2 separate regions of the Mus musculus genome follow, and region 2 is linked to region 1. A link is a contact called in public Micro-C data. All regions are on one chromosome and are shown on one strand. Each heading gives the region's core, a stretch centred on a gene start, on an enhancer-like site or on the middle of the called end of the contact. The rest is flanking DNA. Distances are from core to core; before and after follow the strand shown. Region 1 has its middle 140 kb from the start of Gm40736. Region 2 has its middle 170 kb from the start of Gm31592.

Region 1 (6,304 bases), core at 2,812-5,311:
GCTAAACTGAGACTTGAAGCAAAACCCCAGTTAAGGGAGTACAGTATGCCGAGCTCCCAAAAACCGTGTCAGAGAGAAAGGTAGGCAGGTGAGGCAAGCAGGTGGCAAAACCAGATGCCTAAATACTGAATATCTCCTTTAATGGTTTATTGATTCCCAGGATGACCTGTTAAATGGGGAGTGTCCTATACCTTAGTGCTTCGATGTTTGCTCAACTGGGGAGAAAGCTAAAGTTTACAAGCCCAGGGGAAGGAGAGAAGCCTAATTAAAATTTGATCTACCCAAAGTTCAGTGGGTAACAGAGGGGAAATTGTGGGCACTTGGTCAGAAAACATAATTTTGTAGATGGCTACTTTTAAGTACTGAGGCTTAAATTTTATATGGTAAATATAAGAGATATAATTTAAACACTCCTTGGGGCCCTTGATAACATTTCAACAATATGGAAGGATTCTGAAGACAAAATGCCTATATCTGTTCTTGAGACCACCATAACTGAGCCTATTAGCATAGAATTATAAAGGGGCTTAGTGAATTTAGAGCTCAATCCTTTCATATGAAGGATGAACTGACACAGGGTGGCTATCACTATGCAACCTTCTCAAGATCTCAATTACAAAGAATGCCACTGAGATTAACATATTGGTCTCCCCACTCTAATCTAAAATACTGGACATTTTAGAGTACATCTCTGACTTGTACTTTTTTTCACAAACTTCAGAGCACTTGACATCATTTGTCCCTAATAATCACATGACACATCCTCTGAATTCTTGTTGGTTGAGTTGCTACTGCAAGGAACAAGATGGGGAAGGGAAAGGGAAGGGAGGGGAGGGAAGAGAAAGAGAGGAAAGGGAATTTTCCCAGGCCCACAGCTCTTAAAATGATTACAGTAGTCCAATAACACCCATCTTTATATATTAATCTCTTGGCCATTATTTTCAGTGCCTGGAGATGCATAAATATGCTATAAAAGAAACTCCAAAAAAATCTTCAGGGAAAGCTTATTCTGCAGCTGGAGAGACCCAAAGACATGGCTTACCACCACCCCGTTGACCAGCATGCTCTTGGCCACCCCAAAAGGTCAGCAGTGTCTCACTCAATCCCTCCACACATCCTGTAGCTTCAAAGACTCCTAATACCTGTGGTGATTCACCTGGGCAGGAAGGGAAAGAAGAACAGATCATCTCCACAGACAAACTGTCCATCATCCGGTATGATGGAACAGAGTTCCACAGATGCGCAGAGCTCAGAAAAACTGATGGTAACTGCAAAGGTCTACTGTTTCAAAGCAAGAAGGGTTACTGGTCATCCTTTAAAAGGAAACAAGAACTATGAAATTCCTAGGTAAAGCATCACTTATTAACAAAGGAAGACTTGCTTATTATGTTAAGGGTATATACTTGCAAAGAGTTTTATTCCATTTTTTTGGTTTTGGGTTTGGGGGGGTTGTTTTGTTTTGTTTTTTGTTTTGTTTTGTTGTTATTGTTGTTGTTGTTCTGTAGTCCCAGGAAGATTATCTAGACCTCAGCTTTAGAAATTAGAATGACAAGGCAAGAGACTGTGCATACAGTCCTGCTTGACTCCAATCATTGCCTACTGCATGGTCACTGATGAGGGCCTTCTTGGCACTTCCACACTATGTTGGGGTGATCCAGTGACCACTCGGATCCATTGGACGGGAGAATCCTGCTCAGAGTTCTAAGAAACTCTGGGTATATAGCTCACAGCTCCCTCTCATTTCTATATGGTCTTACTGTCTTACGAGGCTCACAGAGAATTCCAAGCATTGTCTCAGGTCCATCCATGGGCTCTTCAATGTTGCTTACCATTTAGGACTTAAACTGTTGTTGGTGTCATTGCCTCAGAGTACATTTTAGGAAAATAAAAGTGCAAGCTCTGCATGGATGACCATGATAAAGAGAGTCCATTTCACAAAAGGGTGGAAAGAGTTCAAGGCCAGCCCAAGGATGATCTTGCAAAGTGGAAATTAGCATGAACAGGGAACTGCCTTACAGCTCAAGAAGGAAGACACATTGATGGAGCCCAAGACCTGGGGAAGCCAAGCAGAAACATGAAGCATGCATAAGAGTGTCCTGTAGGATCTGCGACCATGGACAGCAGCACTGTTCGGTGGCTCCACCCAGCAGCATCTGACACCAGCCAACAGCTGAAGATGCCTCGTTCAGCAAGGAGAGTCAAGGAGTAAAATCTCGGCTTCCTCCTTTCTCTACCTCTCAGTCTCCCTCCACAGTCTCCCAATGGTTCAACCTACACAGAAGCAACCTGATCTGACCAGGTTGGTGGGGAAACACACCTTGTTTGGCCTGAGGCGACAGAGAATAGATTAGAGGGTGTCTTACTTATTTTTTTTTCTATTGCTGTGATAGGATACTACACAACCTAGGAAATTGATAGAAAAAAGAATTTATTTGGAGCCTACCATTTCAACGGGTTAAAGTTAATGACCATCATGGCTAGGAGCAGAGCAGTAGGCAGGCGGCCACAATACTGGAGCAGCTGCTGAAATCAACATCGTTAGACATAACCAAGAAGGTGTGTGTGTGTGTGTGTGTGTGTGTGTGTGTGTGTGTGTGTGTGTGTGTGTGTAGAGAGAGAGAGAGAGAGAAAGAGAGAGGGAGAGAAAGAGAGAGAGAGTCAAATTGGTGGGGATTTTTGAAACCTCAAAAGCCAGCCCCAGTAACACACCACAATTCCTAACAGTCCCCAAACAGTCCTGCTAATTGGGGACCAAATATGTAAATCGATGAGCTTATGGGATCTATTCTTATTCAAATCACCACAGAGAGGGAAGAGGAAAATTACCCACTCTCTTATCAATTGAATGGACTTTCAACAGGTTTCCTGGATGTTACTCATCCCCTCCTTTCTGCTTGGTGCTGAGGTTTCTTTAAACTGGCTTCCTCACCCATCCCCTTCCACCCTCTAGTATCTTTCTGTGGCTTTGGAGATGAAAACTGAAGTGCCCTGTCATGGCTTCCAGTGTGGGGGTGGCGGGGGGTGGGGGGGGGGGTTGCTGTGTGGTCTCTCCTGCTTTTGTCAGTCTTCCCAGCTCATTTCAGATCTCTCCCTCTCAGTCACCAAGCTCCATCCCAGGTGTTCCCTTCCACTCCCCACGATGTGCCAACTGCAGGGCCTTCACACCTGTCCTCCCATCTGTCTGGAAAGATCTGTTCCCTCTGCTTTCGCTAAACACTCCTCATCCCACAGGTTTCGGCTTAAATGTTATTTCTGGGAGAGGTTTTCCTCAGACCGTCCCCCATTTCAATTAGATGCAACTTTCGTGGTCTTAATCACTCCCTGAACTTCCCCTCACAGCACCGAGCACAATTTATAGGCATATATTTGCTTATGTCTATTTTTTTTTTTTTTTGGTAACATCTGCTCTCCACCTGTCTGGAAACTTGACAATGATAGACATCTTGCTGAGCCTTCTCACGGGGGCACCTGATGCATACAGTGCCATACCTGGCATACCCAGTACCTGTTAAAGAACTGTATAGGGAATGCAGTGGTCTGATTGGGCAGAACTACATTTTTTTTTCCAAAGTTCAGCCAGCCTCCCTTCTGCCCCTTCACTTAGCGAGCCAGAAATAAGCATCTTTGAATAAAGTCTGCTCCACGGTAAATACATTTGCAAACCTGTATTGCTAAATTGAGTTTCCGAGATGCATTTCCCACCCCTACTTCTGCGTTTAGGACAAAAAGTTCATTGTGTCCTTCAGAGAATAACAATTGCTGGAAAAGGTGGGGGGGGGAGCAAAAACCAGGAGCTGCCAGTTACCTTTTCATGACATGTGGCAAAGCTTTTTCATTTCCAGTCAACAATGTAGCGTGTCCTTATTTTGTGTGTGTGACTATGATGCTGTCATGCTTTGTAATGTTCGTCTAATAACACAGGGATATCACGGTACATTTATATTACTCACAAAAGACCAGACCATTCTCTCCGGATGTGAGGCACGGTGTTCGGAGAAGGCCTTTTAAGTAGGTTTTGGTTTTGACACAGGAAAGGCTACCAGTATAACACAGTCAAGGACACGTTCATGGTTGTAACCATGGCCCCTCCTTGTGGCAGAACACACGCAATGACTCCAAATCTACTTCCTAATTCCTAGTGCCTTCACAAGCAAACCAACTCAAAGGCACAATATGCGGGCGATCTTTGTCTGATATTTCAGCTGTGGCTTTGACACATCTCTCATTGGTTCCTTAGCACATCACCCAAAGCATTTTTTTTCTTAGTGGGGCAGCCCTCAAGTCTTTAATTCTGGCTTGTTATTTCCCTTCTTACTGAGCTAAGTGTGTTATTAATAACAGCAACAAAAAAATTAAGTATGGTGTGCACACTAATCTAAAATTTTGAGTTGGCAATTAGTTGGAGCGAAATGCAATTAGATGTTTTCCTTCAAGTCCTAATTTACATGCTGGAAAACATGGGCAGCCTTTGCGAGTAATTGCAAAAATAAGCCCAGCTTTCTGTGTTTGTGTACAAACCCAAAGCTTCCCCCAGCACACCTGCCTTTGCCTAAATAGAATAGAATCCCAGGGGTCTTTTTGCTTTATGATCACTTGGATATACAGCAGAGAAGGAACTTATCAGCCTGTGGGTGAAAATGTGTTTTCTCTTGGCTGCAGAAGCTTCGCATTAATTGGCATTGACATTACCCGTGGAGAGCCGGGTGTATAAACTAAACCTGACAGTGTCTCTGGGTAGCCCCATGAGGTGAATTAAGGCTCTTCAGAGTTCCAGCACCCCTTTTTTGTGCACTCAGAGTAATAGCTAATGCAATCCAATCCATTAAGCACTTCATGAGCATCTATCCTATGCAACCCTGCTAGGAGCCCTGGAGGTTACAAATGGAGTGAGATACTGTTGACATCTTCAAGAGGTTACAGACTAGTAGAGGAGATAAGGGTATACCACAAACACCACCATGAGATAGGTCTCCCTAGAGACAGAGCACACCAAGGCTCAGCTGTAAAACTTCCTCCACCATGGCTCCTCGAAGAGGATGAGAAGTAGGTGAGATTCTGGCCACCACAAGCAAACCCCAATGGAGAATCAAGTTTCAACTCAGAGTTCCACCAAGCAGCAGCTCATGTGATCTCGCAACAAAGAGAAGGAATCTCCTACCTCTGCAGAAGAAGGGAAAGTGGAAGGATCTGGGATGAAATAAAAGGCCAAAGACTTGGTGATTTCAGCAAATAGCATGAAGACCTCTGGAAAGAGAAAGCAACACCTTAAGATGTGTGGAAGATCAGTACTATCCAGTACGTGCAGGGGGGTGGGGGGGAGCCACATGCTAGTGCAACTTGCATAATACAAAGAAGAAAGAAAAAAAAAAAACAATAGCCCAGAATACAAATGGTGACCACACTGCTATACAGTTATCACAATTATCACAGTTACTGCTTAATGAAGGGACAGGGGTGTGCAACAGCAGACTACCTATGTTTAATTGGTAGTTCTTAATTATAAATAATTTTACATGATGACCCCACATTGTCTCAAAGATAAGTTTAGATGGCTAATAGTCTTATTATCTTCATAATGCCTCAGTAAAAGAACTCATTTTAGATATTATGTACACACGTACCTAAGCTAAAGAGACCCCCCAACTGATGGTGGCGATCAAGACAGCTTATAAAATATTGTGCATAGGCCAGTTCACCAAGTGCAGTTCGGTGCCTGAGACTTGGTTACATGCCTGAGGTTGCTGTATATTACAGAAGTGCAGTGTTGCTAAGTGTTCAAGTCAAGACTCAAAGCAAAGAAGCAGCTGCAGCTAGAGAAATCATGGAGAGCCTGTTGAAAGGGAGCCCTCCTTGAAAGATGGATGAGAGAGATGAAGAGAGGGATGCCTATCTCTGGAATAGGATGCCCCAGTGCTGGGGAAGTAGCAGAGTACCTGGCTGCTCACTTTGTAGAGCGAACACAGAGTGAGCTTTGCCCTTGCCCTTTCTACATATGGGCAACACTCAAGAAATGAAAACTAGCAGCATATCTTCTCCCTGTGACAGAGAGCCAACTTTATGCTAGGTAGACACTGCACCTGCATGGGGTTATGGGCTATGGGTATGGGTTATGGGTTATGGGTTATGGGTATGGGTTATGGGTTATGGGCTATGGGTATGGGTTATGGGTTATGGGCTATGGGTTATGGGTTATGGGTTATGGGTTATAGGTTATGGGTTATGGGTTATAGGTTATGGGCTATGGGTATGGGTTATGGGTTATGGGTATGGGTATGGGCTATGGGCTATGGGCTATGGGTTATGG
Region 2 (6,178 bases), core at 654-3,153, 170 kb before region 1:
TGTGGTGGCTGGGAATTGAACAGTCACTGCTCTTAACCGCTGAGCCATCTTTCCAGCTCCATTGGAAACTTTAAAAACAAGAAATAGGCTAGAGAGGTAGCTCATTCATAAATACCTCTGATACAACACACACACACACACACACACACACACACACACACACACCACAACCAAGATGGATCTCTAGAACCCATGTTTAAAAAGCCAAGGTGTTGATTTATACTTGTAATATTGTAGCTAGTGAGGTGGAAAGACCCACAGATCCATGGGCTTGCTGACCAGCCAGTCTAGCCTTGATGGAGCTGCAGTTTCAATGAGAGATCCAACCTCAAAAATAAAGGTGGGTGACTCCTGGGGAACTACAGCTAAGCTTGACCTCTGACCTCCACAGGAATGTGCACATGTGTACACCACACACACACACACACACACACACACACACACCACTCCAGAAAAAGAGCTGTTCTTGCACACTCTAAAGTAGATTATAGGAACTCCTAAATCAGACTCTTGCCTAAAGTCAAGGCATCACAAGGACTTGTTTCCTTCTGTAGGCTCAGAGGAGGGAAGCCATTTCTTTGCCTTTTCAGCTCCCAGTGGCTTTGCACCCATCCATCTCCAGATGACATCACCGGCTCTGCTGCCTTTTTCATGTTGCCGTGTTCTCTGAGAAGGGTCCTTGTGATGGCAGTGATGTCTGAAGATATTCCAGCATAATCTCTCTCTCTCAAAAACCTTGACACCTTCAAGCTGTGGGGTCTCTTCTCCTCTGTCAGGAATCTTACATAGATTTGCAAGTACCAGTGATTAGCACTTGGACCCCTTGGAAAGACATTCCCGTGCCTCTACAACGACTTAGCCCCAATTTTGGTTGACAGGAGAGTCAGAGCTAAGCGATTGGACTGAATGTTGCATCAACAACGTGGCTGTTTTCATATAAATAAGGCATGCTTCCTTGGTACTTCCTGCCAGACATACTCCACCGATTTTTCCCCCACAGGGTAAGGTAGCATGCCTGAGAATTTTCTTAACAATACAGATTGCTCGCTACCTGTCACCATGGAATTCATTTCATCGCTTAGACCACAGCTTTTAGCACATTAGGGGTCCACAGTGCCCAGGGATTAGTAATTTACCATCTTTTGCTATGAGGATGCTCTCTGGGTCCCCTAGTGATCTGAGTCTATGAATTTAACCCTGGTTTTGCTTAAAAATCTCTGAGGGAACTTACTGACTTTGATAATCATAAAAATGTCCCCGCATCATTGCTTTCTCCTGACTGGCTTTATTTCCTTTTTCAAGTTCAAGCAACACAAAGTACACTTAGCTCCTGGATTTTATATCTTGTGACGTGTACACATCAGACTTCATTGTTGCCAGTAGGCGGGTGAAAATTGGGAACCAGGGGATCAGTTCCCCTGGTTCCTGATATCATCAAAGACCAGCGTTCTATGTTATATTTCCTGTATTAGGGGTAGTGTTGCCAGCTGGGAACAGATTGCATTCCACCCATGCGATAAAGGCCAGTGAGTCCCAGTCTTGTGCCCCATAAGAGCATTCACAGGCAAAGATTTTTCCCTGCTTAATTAGAATTTGTCTCGGTGAGCTCATTAGGCCTTGAGAGCTCAGGGATGCTCCTACATGGCGCACACTTTTCTTTCTCTCCTTCTTCTTATAGTTTGGCACAGCCTTGTCAACAGGTGTGATCAACACTAAGGAAGCATGCAGTGCCAACACCCCTGTTCTGGTCCAGGATGAGAACCCACCACTGAAAAGATGGCATTCACAGCCGCAGGCAGACTGCCATGAAATCGTTGTTCCTTGGCACTGGTGCCCATGGAGAGTGTCTAGGCAACTTTTGATTGGGCACCATGCCCTCCAAGCAGATGGGCATGAATGTAGGCAGGCAAGAGACCATTTATTTATATCAACTGTATTTGCTGAGGGCAGGGTTCCCAGCTGGGAACATCAAAACAGCTCTTTGTCCTGGCTGTCTGAATCTCTGATGGAGGTGATGCAGCCTTGCAAATTCAGCTAGATTAATTTTGAAAAGTAAAAACAATGTTTCTATGGACACCGGGGGACATTTTTGGCTCCCATCAATGGTTCAGAGCACAGAGCAGGCTGGGCCCAAGTCATTTAATAAAATCTCCAATCCCTGTTTGGATTTGGTGGGAAGGAGCCAAGACAGCTTTCCAAACCAGGCCAAATTTACGTGAACAGAGTTAGCCCCACATGGAAGGCAGCTTTGTGAGTCCTTTTACACACAATGATGAGTGGCTCCCAAAGAAAATGAAGCTGAAGTCACCCAGACCGGAGCGCTAGGGAAGCATAATGACCGAGCCTACTTTCCACTGCACTGGCTTTGTAGGCTGCCATTAACCTTTATGTCGTCCCTCCTGTAAATGAGGCACTGGATCAAGTGTGAGCTGAGAACACCAGACAGACAAGGAGGTTGACTCCAAAGGGAGCTTGAATCGGCTTCATGGATAAGCGTATACATTCCATATAAGAATTTTGCCAGCATTCTAGACATCTGAGTGGGTATAGTTTTGTTTTGTTTTGATTTTTTTTTTACCAAGGAAGATAACCTAAATATTAATATTGCCAAAGAAGAGTATATCATTTCCTTGTAGAGCATTTGGCACTTGTACTGGGCACTTTGCATGTGATCTTTTGATCATATTTTACAGTAGTTCCAGGGAAACGGTTGCTATTCAGATCCCAGTACAGGTGAATAAACTAAAACATAGAGTGGTGTGTTAATTGAATTTTTGCTATAAAAACACCTAAGAGCAGCTAACTTTATTTATTAGGCTTACTAGACATAATCTACCCCATGACCTATCTTTTCTATGAGTCTCATTCACTGATGGCCATTGGATTCAACATTCTATTCTACAGATAGTTGTAAGGCCGTGTTTACTGCCACTCTGTTTACAAGGACTAGGGGATGGTAACAACCTCAATGTCCTTCAACTGACAAATGAATAATAAAAATGAGGTAAATATGCACCACCGGACACAAGTCAGCTACAAAGAAGTATAAAGTTGTGAAGTTTGCAGGTAAGCGCATGGAGCTAGAAAATATATTGAGTGAGGTAGACCCAGAGAGGCAAACACTGAGTATCCTCTCTTATCTGTGGTTCCAAATCTTCAGATCAGACAGAAACAATCAAAGAAAACCATGATTTGTCAAAAGACAGAGAACAATTAATCTGGGGAGCCTGAGTCCCAGTGAGTTTATCTACATACAACTCCTGTACCTAAGGCTTAGGAAAAAAATCACAGAAGAGCTGAGGACAGAAAAACTGTAAAAACCAGAGGACCAGGGAGTCTGCTATGAGGCTGTGCCTTCTTAAAGTCAAGGGGAGGTACACCCACAATATCACAATAATATGGCTTCCTAACAATAACCTAACCTTGACAATAACAATAGACATTTAAGTGTGGAAGGAGGAAATATCAAGGACCCCCCCCAAAAAAAAACAACCCTAAAGATAACTAATGAGCACTGAGAGAGGGAGAATTTCTATTTCCCAGAGGTGAGCCCCCTAAATGATTAGACAATACCAAATGATGAGTCTTGAGATCATATGCATACAAGAGCACAAACTCCTGAGGTTGTATTTGCATAGATACCTTTATGTATGTGTATGTATGTGTGTATGTGTATGCTGTGCATATGTAACTAATAATCAAAGAAAACTGAACTGGAGAGATAATGGAGGGTCAGGAGAGGTTGGATAGAGGAAAGAAAAATGGAAATGATGTAATTACATTCTAATTAATAATTATTGAGGAAAACAGAAAGTATACAATGTTGTTGGCTTACGGTAGGATGGCATGAACACTGGCTAAGCCTACAGAAGGATCTATGTCTGCATCATATCCTGGTGGAAATTTGTGCATAAAGACATCACATGGCAAGGCAAGAAGCCAGAGAGGCTGGGTGACCCATGATTTCTTCTAATAGCAGACTCCTACCACCCTCAGAATGCCCCCTTTAAAAGCTTAGCGACTCCCACTGTAATACTGAACACTAAATGTCTGACCCAGGAACCTCCAGGAGGACAGCCAATATTTGAACCATCACAAGAGACTTACACAGTATCGTACATCTGGCAGCTGGCATAACAGAGTTACTCAAAAGTGCTCAAAGCAAAGTCCACTGACCTATCCCATGTCCTCTGGAAACACTAGAAGACACTCATCTTTTAATGTTCACTTTTCCTGACTTGAGAGTATTTTATGGAATGGCAATTTATATCAAAGCTTGTCAAGTCTTAATGTGCCTAAAAATCATTTGGGAGTGGGCTTCCTGAAGGCTTATCCTGAGACAGTGGATGTGAGAGAGGTCCTGAAGTTCCCATATCTCTAGTAAGCCCATGATGACCACTAACTACTCAGCCCCAATGAAGGTAGCCTTCCACCTTCTAGCACTGGGTCTCATCCTCAGCTACATATTAAAATGGCGTGGAGAGTTTTAAAAAATACTCCAGTGTGTACATGGTAACGCAGATATTCTTATTTGATTATTTCTCTAGCACTGGGTTAGGCCATCATCTGCATTTTGTCATTTATTTCAGATGGGAATTTTAAAAGATGTCCTTGGTTACATTGCATGAAAATAAGACAATGGATGAAGATGTGTTAGTGTAGGGCCCTCCTGAATTCCAGTCAGTTCATTTTCTTGATGCTGATTATTTATAACAATGCTGGAGGCAGGTGATGGGGCTGGCTTGTTACTCACGCCGTCATCTTTAACAGGAACAGCTGGGAGCGAGCACAGACTGAGTTCAGCAGCATTTTTACAATCTGGTAAGAGCAGAATGTTGACAAAATGTATGTTGATGGAGGTGACAAGAAATTACGACCATCTTTCTATAGCGTCGGGTCCTTTTGATTATCTTTTGTTATTGTTGAAAGGCCCTGAATAGGGAAAACTGGGGCCATTCATATCTCAATGGTGTCAACCCTGTAATCAATTACACATCTCTAGCAATAGTATGGATCAGGTGTTCAATGACTGCATTTATTAGAGAAGAGTAATTGATTCTATGTTGGCGGATATGTGGCCATAGTTCTTATTAGGGTTTCCTGCTAAGTGTGATCAAACCAAATGGACTACAGATTATTAAATTCAAATCAATATTTTTGCTGGCAAAAGCAAAGCATTCGGCAAAGGGGGAAAAAGTGTCCGTCTTCAGAAGATCTCAACCTCATGCATTATTGATGCCAAGATGATCAGATAAAAACCAGAACTTGGCAAGCTGTCAAATAAAAAATGCAGAGTGAATCAAAAATTTATAAAACAGTATTGAGTTATTACAATTCCATTATAGATACCGGTAATCATTTTTTTACTGAAATAAACCCCTTCGACAACTGTTCAGCTAGGATGTCAGGGGACGAGGGCGGAGGACTCAACCTCATTGTGAAAAGATAGCACAAAATTAAAAATTAAATGTAAAGAGGAAGTGATTTAGTCATGGTTTCGTAGCAGATTGAATAAAAACAATAGAGGGTTTAAAAAATAATGACAATATTTTTCCTGCCTGAAACACATTGTGCTGACTGCCTTCCAAATTTACTGACATTAGATTCAGGGCAGAATGAATTGCCTTACAGCATCTGTAAACCTAATCTGTGCATGTGCCAAGCACAAGGGCTTTGTAAGACATGGGAAGAAAAATGACTCAGTGAGATATCTTGTCACTTACGGATTTTTCTTTCATAGACGAGAAAGTCCTAACGTATACTTTTATGAGCTACCTCACCTTACACTGGGCCATTCTGCCTCTCTTTCCAGGGCTGAATCTCTGACCATGTCAGAAACATATCCCACGAGTGGAGAGGCAGATGTCACCATTCTTAAATATTCCCAAGACATTTGCCCAGTCCTTAAGATCAGTCCAGCATCTTAGCATAGCTCTATAGTTCCCCAGCAGATTCAACCACCTCGGATCAAATCAGTAGCTCAGATTATAAAATTGACCAGATCTTGAGACATGATGTCCAGAGAACGGCACCAAGAAGCTGGACAGGAAGACCTGTTTCATATGTCCTTAGCATTTTTCCAATACCTACATGGAGAACAGAGGATATGGAGGAAGACACAAAGAAGAGCTCCTATGTAAGGGAAATGGACAGGGGTACTGGGACATATGAGCTGTGG

The links. Hi-C and Micro-C count contacts between places; a contact is called where the count stands out from the background.
Region 2: a contact with region 1 is called in a Micro-C map of the AtT-20 cell line, with 3 times the contacts expected there. The contact joins two enhancer-like sites. A contact is called at or near these places in 6 of 484 Hi-C or Micro-C datasets (the AtT-20 cell line, cerebellar granule neurons, cerebellum and 1 more) and 1 of 115 datasets of contacts at active chromatin or transcription factors (embryonic forebrain).

Annotation. Positions count from the first base shown.
Region 1 is chr10:91,544,093-91,550,396 of GRCm38.p6, reverse strand. No RefSeq gene overlaps it. Among named protein-coding and RNA genes, the nearest start is that of Gm40736, 140 kb to the right of the region's middle. Within about 2 kb of position 4,061, at least 3 of the 459 cell types and tissues checked have an H3K27ac peak or open chromatin away from gene starts, as enhancers often do. A contact at or near this core is called in the AtT-20 cell line, where this site is marked.
Region 2 is chr10:91,715,871-91,722,048 of GRCm38.p6, reverse strand. No RefSeq gene overlaps it. Among named protein-coding and RNA genes, the nearest start is that of Gm31592, 170 kb to the left of the region's middle. Within about 2 kb of position 1,903, at least 36 of the 459 cell types and tissues checked have an H3K27ac peak or open chromatin away from gene starts, as enhancers often do. A contact at or near this core is called in the AtT-20 cell line, where this site is marked.